Regions from separate parts of the Pan troglodytes genome. Here region 2 is linked to region 1. A link is a contact called in public Hi-C data. All regions are on one chromosome and are shown on one strand. Each heading gives the region's core, a stretch centred on a gene start, on an enhancer-like site or on the middle of the called end of the contact. The rest is flanking DNA. Distances are from core to core; before and after follow the strand shown.

The links. A called contact is a pair of places that touch in the nucleus more often than the background predicts.
Region 2: a Hi-C map of induced pluripotent stem cells shows a contact between it and region 1, with 2.6 times the contacts expected there. The contact joins the promoter of CRIM1 here to the enhancer-like site in region 1. A contact is called at or near these places in 3 of 7 Hi-C or Micro-C datasets (induced pluripotent stem cells and stem cell-derived neural progenitor cells) and 1 of 1 datasets of contacts at active chromatin or transcription factors (stem cell-derived excitatory neurons).

What each region holds. Positions count from the first base shown.
Region 1 is chr12:86,287,281-86,290,799 of NHGRI_mPanTro3-v2.0_pri, reverse strand. The region is part of intron 8 of CRIM1 (cysteine rich transmembrane BMP regulator 1); the gene reads left to right. Among named protein-coding and RNA genes, the nearest start is that of FEZ2, 92 kb to the right of the region's middle. Within about 2 kb of position 1,904, at least 1 of the 24 cell types and tissues checked has an H3K27ac peak or open chromatin away from gene starts, as enhancers often do. A contact at or near this core is called in induced pluripotent stem cells, where this site is marked.
Region 2 is chr12:86,439,056-86,442,851 of NHGRI_mPanTro3-v2.0_pri, reverse strand. It overlaps CRIM1 (cysteine rich transmembrane BMP regulator 1), which reads left to right and starts at 2,388. Exons shown (of 17, transcript XM_016948339.3): 1 at 2,388-3,242. The coding sequence starts at 2,912.

The DNA of each region.
Region 1 (3,519 bases), core at 655-3,154:
CATATATTTCTGGTCACGAAAACATCACCAAACTTCTAAATAAAGACCTAAAACATTTCTAATAGTAACAATTAAAGTAAGCATGAGTTATATATACATTTAAGAAAGGTTAACAAAAAACAAGTACAATGATGATTCCCCATTTTTAATGAATCAGTGAGTGATAGTGGTTGTAGTGGTGCTGTGTTGAATCGACGAATAAATGTTTGCAAAGCAAACATTGTAAGGAGCACCTCCTTCTGCCATGCAGTTCAAACACATACCATACCCAGTGTGGCAGGCTCACTGAACGCTGTTGTCCTGCAGTGTTTATGGTTGTACGTTTGTGTGATTATCACCTGCTTTAACAGATTTGTATTTTATAAGAATTTGTATTTATTCACTCATTTATTTTCCAACTTGCTTATTCCAGTCCAGGGTTGAGGGTGGCCACAGCCCATCCCAGCAGCTCTGCAAGCTGCAAGGTAGGAATCGACCTTGAACAGGACACCATCCCATTGCAGGGTGCACACACACACACACACTCTCTCTCTCTCTCTCACACACACACACACACACACACACACTCAGATTAGGACCATGTAGATACCCCAGTTCACCTAACGTGCACATCTTTGGGATGTGAGAGTACCCAGAGAAAACCCACACAGCATGAGAGAACATGCAGTCTCCACACAGAGAGTGGCCCCAACCGAGAACTGGTTTTTATTCCCCTCCTAAAAGTTATGACACAATGATGTTGAACAAAACCATTGCTGTTTGAGGACCTGCTGTACTACAGCAAAGAAGTATGCAGTACTCCTCTAGGGGACACCATCCACAGTGTGTTCTCCATGGAGGTTACATTGTATTTATATATAATGAATGGCGCCCCCGACAGCTGTGTCACGTTTTGAGCACAGGAGCAAACATTTCTTTTTTTCCAGAATGAACAGAGTTTTACTACATAGTTGCTATCGACCGGCCATGCTGTACAGGCCCTGTACTTTGCCATTGTTCATCACTTTCTCTTCAATCGTAACTTCTCCCCATGGATTAGAAAGCAATTTTAGATCACGGTAAAGTCATAATGCTGAAAAATTAGGAACATAAAGCCACCTTTTTCTGCGTGGTTGCCTCAAGTGATGTACTAAAGCTTTACAAACAAACATATAAACCCCTACCCTTCTATGAATACTGTTTTTCTACTCTTTATTTATGTTTTTATTTATTTATTTTTTTTTTAGACACAGGTTCTCACCCTGTCACCCAGGCTGGTGTGCAGTGGTGCAGTCATAGCTCTCACTGCAGCCTCGACCTCCTGGGATCAAGTAATCCTCTTGCCTCAGCCTCCCAAGTAGCTGGGATTACATTCACTCACCACCACACCCAGCTAATGTTTTATTTTCTGGCAGAGGCAAGGTCTCACTATGTTGCACAGGCTGGTCTCAAACTCCTGGCCTCAAGCAATTCTCCCACCTCAGCTTCCCAAAGTGCTGGGATTACAGGTTCCAGGCAGCCGCAGTCAGTCTGCTCTTTATTTAAATGTTTGCCATGATGATGCATTTCTCTTAAGAAAACTTCATAATTGACATATGTGGATTTAGGACTACTTTCCAGTTTTTAATGTTGTCTTTTTCTGAACTAGAAGATGGTATTTTGAGATGTTTTGTCAAGTGCTAGTATTTCAGGAAAATTTCAATGTTATCAGAGTAAGTTATTTTCATGCTGTCATTTCTCTGATAATATAGCAGTCTTGATGACAGTGGAGGAGTAGGTAACAAGAACATTGATTGATGCATTTAGTTAGCAAATGTTGTTGAATACCCACTCTGTACCAAATACCATGGTAGTCCCTATACAGTGTGTCTAAAGATACTAGGGCCTGGGCCTAGAGCTCCCTCTATTGGGAAGCTGAATGTAGATGGGCCAGAGCATAACATGCAGGAGAATGGTCCCAATTCAGGCAGCACTAGAGCATCCCACTCCTAGGAGGCATAGCCAGTCTCCTTCTAATGAATGTCCTGTATTTTTATTTAAATGTACCAGCCTTTGTTTGAAATTCCATTCCATTGCAAAGCAGAGGTATATTACAGACTAGTTTTTATCACATTGTTTAAACTTGAATGGAGACAGAACCGTTTTCTTTAAAGGTGAAGCACATTCAAGATCAAGGTCTATGGAAAAACTCCTTCCTTATTGCAGGACCAGGAAAATAAAGGCACCAAGGTGCTCAGGCTCCAAAATTTCAGGGAATTTAATCCCAAGGGATGTTGACTGACTCTGGGAGGTTTTCAGGGTGTTTTTAATTCATCTATTTCCCAACATAATTCATTTGTAGTCATGACCTAAGCATTCTTGTGACAGAAAAATGGATTCACAATTTAGATCTGTGTTAGAGAAACATGACTAATAAAGTCTTCTTTTTTCACCATTCCCTTAATAATGGGGAATGAAAAATTATGACCTTTCAAGTCATATAATTACAAATTTCTAAATGAACCATTTAGAATTTCTCTTCTAAGGATGCAAATTAGTAATCAGTTGCTTTACAGTGTAATACAGGCCCATGAGGTTATATTTATATGTGTAATAAAAGGTTTATGATAATGACAGAGTAGAAAATTACACCATAAATCACATTTTCCTTTTTAAAAGATAGCAAATTAAATATGCAAATATTGCCAACTAAGATTCACAAAAGATGCTATCTTGAAATATTTATGTAAAACACGGACCCATTTCACCTATTCATTGTAGTTAAGGTTTAATTTTAGATTATAATATAAGTGTGTTTTGAGGGGACAGATGCGTTCTGTTTTTCCCAGTGACTTATGTGTTATTACAATATTCATGCTTAAAGGATGGCCAGATAAAATAAAAATTTGTTCATCATTCCAATAATTAGACTCTATTTCCCATTTCACCAGTCCATGTAGAACAATATTCAAACATTGCTGTACTTTGGCCATTACCATATTAACTTCCCTTCTTTAAATTTGATTGTCTTTCATATTCTACATTTAATTCACACAGGTCTCAACTTGCTTGCTTTGTATAATTAAGCATGCTTTTTTCTTTTTAACCTTAAACATTTCTATTTCCCTTTTCTCTCGTAAGCCCTATATAACCTTTTAAAATCATTTTAGAAGACTTCTATTAGGCTAATAACTTCAGTAATGTTGCTAGTCACCATTGCTACTTTCCTTTTTGTTCTTCTAAAATAGTATTGTAACTGACTAGCAGAGGACAGTTAAACATCTCTCCAGATTCTGCTAACAGGGGATACTTTGAACACTTCAAATAGTGGTTACTTAAACATTAATATGAGTATTTTTTCAACACACACATTTTTTAGCCTGTTAACTAAAAAGCCTGTTATGTAAGTATATCCAAATACAGGGGTATTTGTCAGCACATAGAGAAAAAACATATCTAAATGTAACACTGAATATTTTAATTACTATCATGTTGTAAAAGATGTACTTTTTTGAAAGTAATAGTAAGAAATCCCTTATGCTGCATACAATATGCAGTATT
Region 2 (3,796 bases), core at 1,139-3,638, 150 kb before region 1:
CCTGACCTTGGCTTTTCCTGCAGGTCCTACAATGTTATCTGCTACATTTTAATGTCTTTATACTTGCATTTGAACAGAAATACAGATAACCTCCTCTGCAAGAGTGGGAGGGACCTTTTAACACAGAGCAATGATGACAGTTTGTTGGCAAATCCCACACTGAAGTGCTGGTGCCTTGTTCGGTGACAAGAAAGAACAATGTTTAACAATGTGTGTTTTATTTTTCTTCAGTTTTTTTGTTTGTTTGTTTTTGAGACAGAGTCTTGCTCTGTCGCCCAGGCTGGAGTGCAATGACGCAATCTCGGCTCACTGCAACCTTCACCTCCTGGGTTCAAGTGATTCTCCTGCCTCAGCCTCCTGAGTAGCTGGGATTACAGGCATGCGCTACCACACCCGGCTAATTTTTGTATTTTTGATAGAGACAGGGTTTCACCATGTTTCACCATGTTGGCCAGGCTGGTCTCGAATTCCTTACCTCAAGTGATCTGCCCACCTTGGCCTCCCAAAGTGCTGGGATTATAGGCATGAGCCACCACGCCCAGCCTCTTCGGTTTTTCTAATAGAAAACCTAGCATATTTTAAACGATTTTGCCACTTAACACTTATTATGGACCCACAGGGTATGAGGGCCTTTGGAGATCATCTAATCGGACTTCCCACCCAACTACAGGAATCATTTCATTGCAACAACTCTTTAAACCCCTCTAGAAAATGCAATGCTCTCTCCCCTTTTCCACGGTTGAACATCTCCCTCATGGCCCTATAATAATCAATGATAATTAATGAGCCTCTTCCTCTCCTTGGACAAAGAAATATGATAGGAGAAATGTTTAGTTTGCTGATGCCCATCATGGGGGAATAGTCCACTGGTAACTCTGGCTTTTGGGTTCAGGATTAGACAGAGTGGTTAAACTATTTATCATAACTATAAATTTGTTCCACAAACATAACATTTCAAAGGTAGCTTTGTTTCCTCTTTCCTTGCACTGCCAGCTATTAACTTTCGGTTCATTAGTCACGATTTTCAGAATCCACTTGGCTGCCACCTTCCTGCGGCCAGACCATCTTGGATCAGAGGCTGGGCCAGCCATTCCCACTTCACACCTGCCACGGGATCGATTTTTTCCCCCATTGACCACAGTCACTTTTTGTCAATTAATGAATGTTATTCACCTGGTACCCATCTTGTGAATGGTAGGCCACTACGGAGCGGATTACTACTTCATATCCCATCAATGACAGAGCCATCATTACGAAAACCTTTTCTGACAACCACTGAAGAGAAACCATCTCCACACCGTGCATTTTGCATCACTTCCGTTGCTTCTGTACCTGATTTATCACAAAGACTATGTACCACACATCTTCTTTATTAATGCATTGATAATCAATGAAGACAATGAAAACCCACCACTTTTGTCCGTGAACTGAGAAAGAAAACGGCAATGTCATATGGCATTAATGATGCATGAGATCTATGGGTGTAGTGTCACGTCTAGGCGTGTAGTAATCCAGTCTTCGGCCTTACTCCAGGGAGAAAGATTCAGCTTTGTTACTTTCCAGTCACTCCCTCCCGTAACACAGCACCTTGGCACAGACAGCAGAGCGACAAAACCCAGAATGAGGACAGTTAAAATTCAACTCAAGCTACAGCCATCCCAACAGTCCTCCCCAGCTCCCGCGGAATATTTACCAAGACCGTTTAAAGCACTTAATTAATTCACTTCAGCTTCGCTGGAGAGGTCTCAGGGTTCCCGAGACTCCATTACATAATATCTTTTACAAAGTCTATTCCCAGCTCGAGTGGAAGATGGATTCTCATCCAGTGTGCGGAGGTTCCATGCCTTTGCTTCCCTTTCCCGGAGTTCGATCCGGCGATACCCTCCCGAGGCTGCAGCCATCGCCCCGGCCCCGAGCTGCTGGGGTACCCGCCACTCTTCGAACTCCAATCTGGCCCCGAAGGTGCAGCCGCCTCGCCCTCCTGGCTCCCAGGCCGGCCGCTGCGGCCACGGTGCCAGCGGGCGCCCGGGACACCGCGACTCTCGCTGCTCGTTGGGTGCGCCCCAAGCCCATCCGCAGCGCACCCGCGGTGCCGGGGCCAGAGCCGCAGCTCGGTGGCACGGCCGGCTCGGTGCGCCGGGCTCGGGGAGGAGGAGACCGGGAGGAGGAGGCGTGTGAGGGAGGGAGGAAGGGCCCGGCCGCCCGAGAGGGGGAGGGGGAGGCGGAGGGGGCCGGCCGGGCCGGGGAGAGGGTGGGGGGTGCAGCCAATGAGCGGCGCGCGGCGCGTGGGGGTGGGGGGAAGGTCTGGGGGAGGAGGTAGGATGGGGGAGGGCGCAGCCCGAGCGGCGGAGGCTCCAGCCATAAACAAGCGCCCGGAGGAGCGGCGCAGGAGTGAGGCGAGCGGGGCGAGCGGGGCGCGCGGAGCGGACGCCGCGGATCTTGTGCTGCGCCACCGCGCCCACTCGGCAGCTCGGGAGGCGGGGACCGGCCCGGAGGCTGCGCCGCTGCGGGGCCGGCCGACTCGGAGGAGGAGAGGGAGGAGGCGCCGCCGGCCCGGGCTGGAGCCGAGCGCAGCAGCCACCGCCGCCGCCGCCGCGCCAGAAGTTTGGGTTGAACCGGAGCTGCCGGGAGGAAACTTTTTTCTTTTTTCCCCCTCCCTCCCGGGAGGAGGAGGAGGGGAAGCCGCCGCTGCCGCCGGCGCCAAGGCTCGTGGGCTCGGGGTCGGCGCGGCCCGCAGAAGGGGCGGGGGCCTCGCCCCGCGAGGGGAGGCGCGCCCCGGGGGCCCCGAGAGGGGCGGTGAGGACCGCGGGCTGCTGGTGCGGCGGCGGCGGCGCGTGTGCCCCGCGCAGGGGAGGGCGCCCGCCCCGCTCCCGGCCCGGCTGCGAGGAGGAGGCGGCGGCGGCGCAGGAGGATGTACTTGGTGGCGGGGGACAGGGGGTTGGCCGGCTGCGGGCACCTCCTGGTCTCGCTGCTGGGGCTGCTGCTGCTGCTGGCGCGCTCCGGCACCCGGGCGCTGGTCTGCCTGCCCTGTGACGAGTCCAAGTGCGAGGAGCCCAGGAACTGCTCGGGGAGCATCGTGCAGGGCGTCTGCGGCTGCTGCTACACGTGCGCCAGCCAGAGGAACGAGAGCTGCGGCGGCACCTTCGGGATTTACGGAACCTGCGACCGGGGGCTGCGTTGTGTCATCCGCCCCCCGCTCAATGGCGACTCCCTCACCGAGTACGAAGCGGGCGTCTGCGAAGGTACGGCCGCCCGCTGCGGGCCCCCTCCCACCTGGCCTGCGCCGCCCTCTCGGCGCTGGTTGTGCCGAACAAAGTTTGGCCGACACTTTCTGGAGGAAAGAGGGCTCTGCGGGAGGAGGGGCGGCCGCCGCCCCCAGGAGAGTGCCCCCGCGGCCCTGCGTTCCCTCTCCTTGTTCCCCCCGACGCTTAGGCGAGGTTGGGTATGGTGGGTGGGGGCGAGCGAGTGGAGGATCGCCCCTGTCCCCGCGCAGACGCGCACACGTGTGGCCGTTCCTGCTGGGACTGGGTGGCCCGGCCTTGCACCCCGAGGTGGGGGCGCCGCGGGCGGGGGGCACTGCGGATTCTGCCGCGCGCGAGCCCCTCGGGGAGCCCGGCCCTACCGCCCTCCCCGCACTGGCGCAGTGTGGCACCGTGAGCTGCACGCTGGCCGCGAAAGTCCTTTTTCTGTTGGCGGAGGAGACGTGTCTCCAGCTCGCACTCCCCGAGTGACTCTTATTATTTTTTCCTTGAGCTCTTCCTTCACCCCTTCCTCCTCCTCCGCACATAAATCAGTT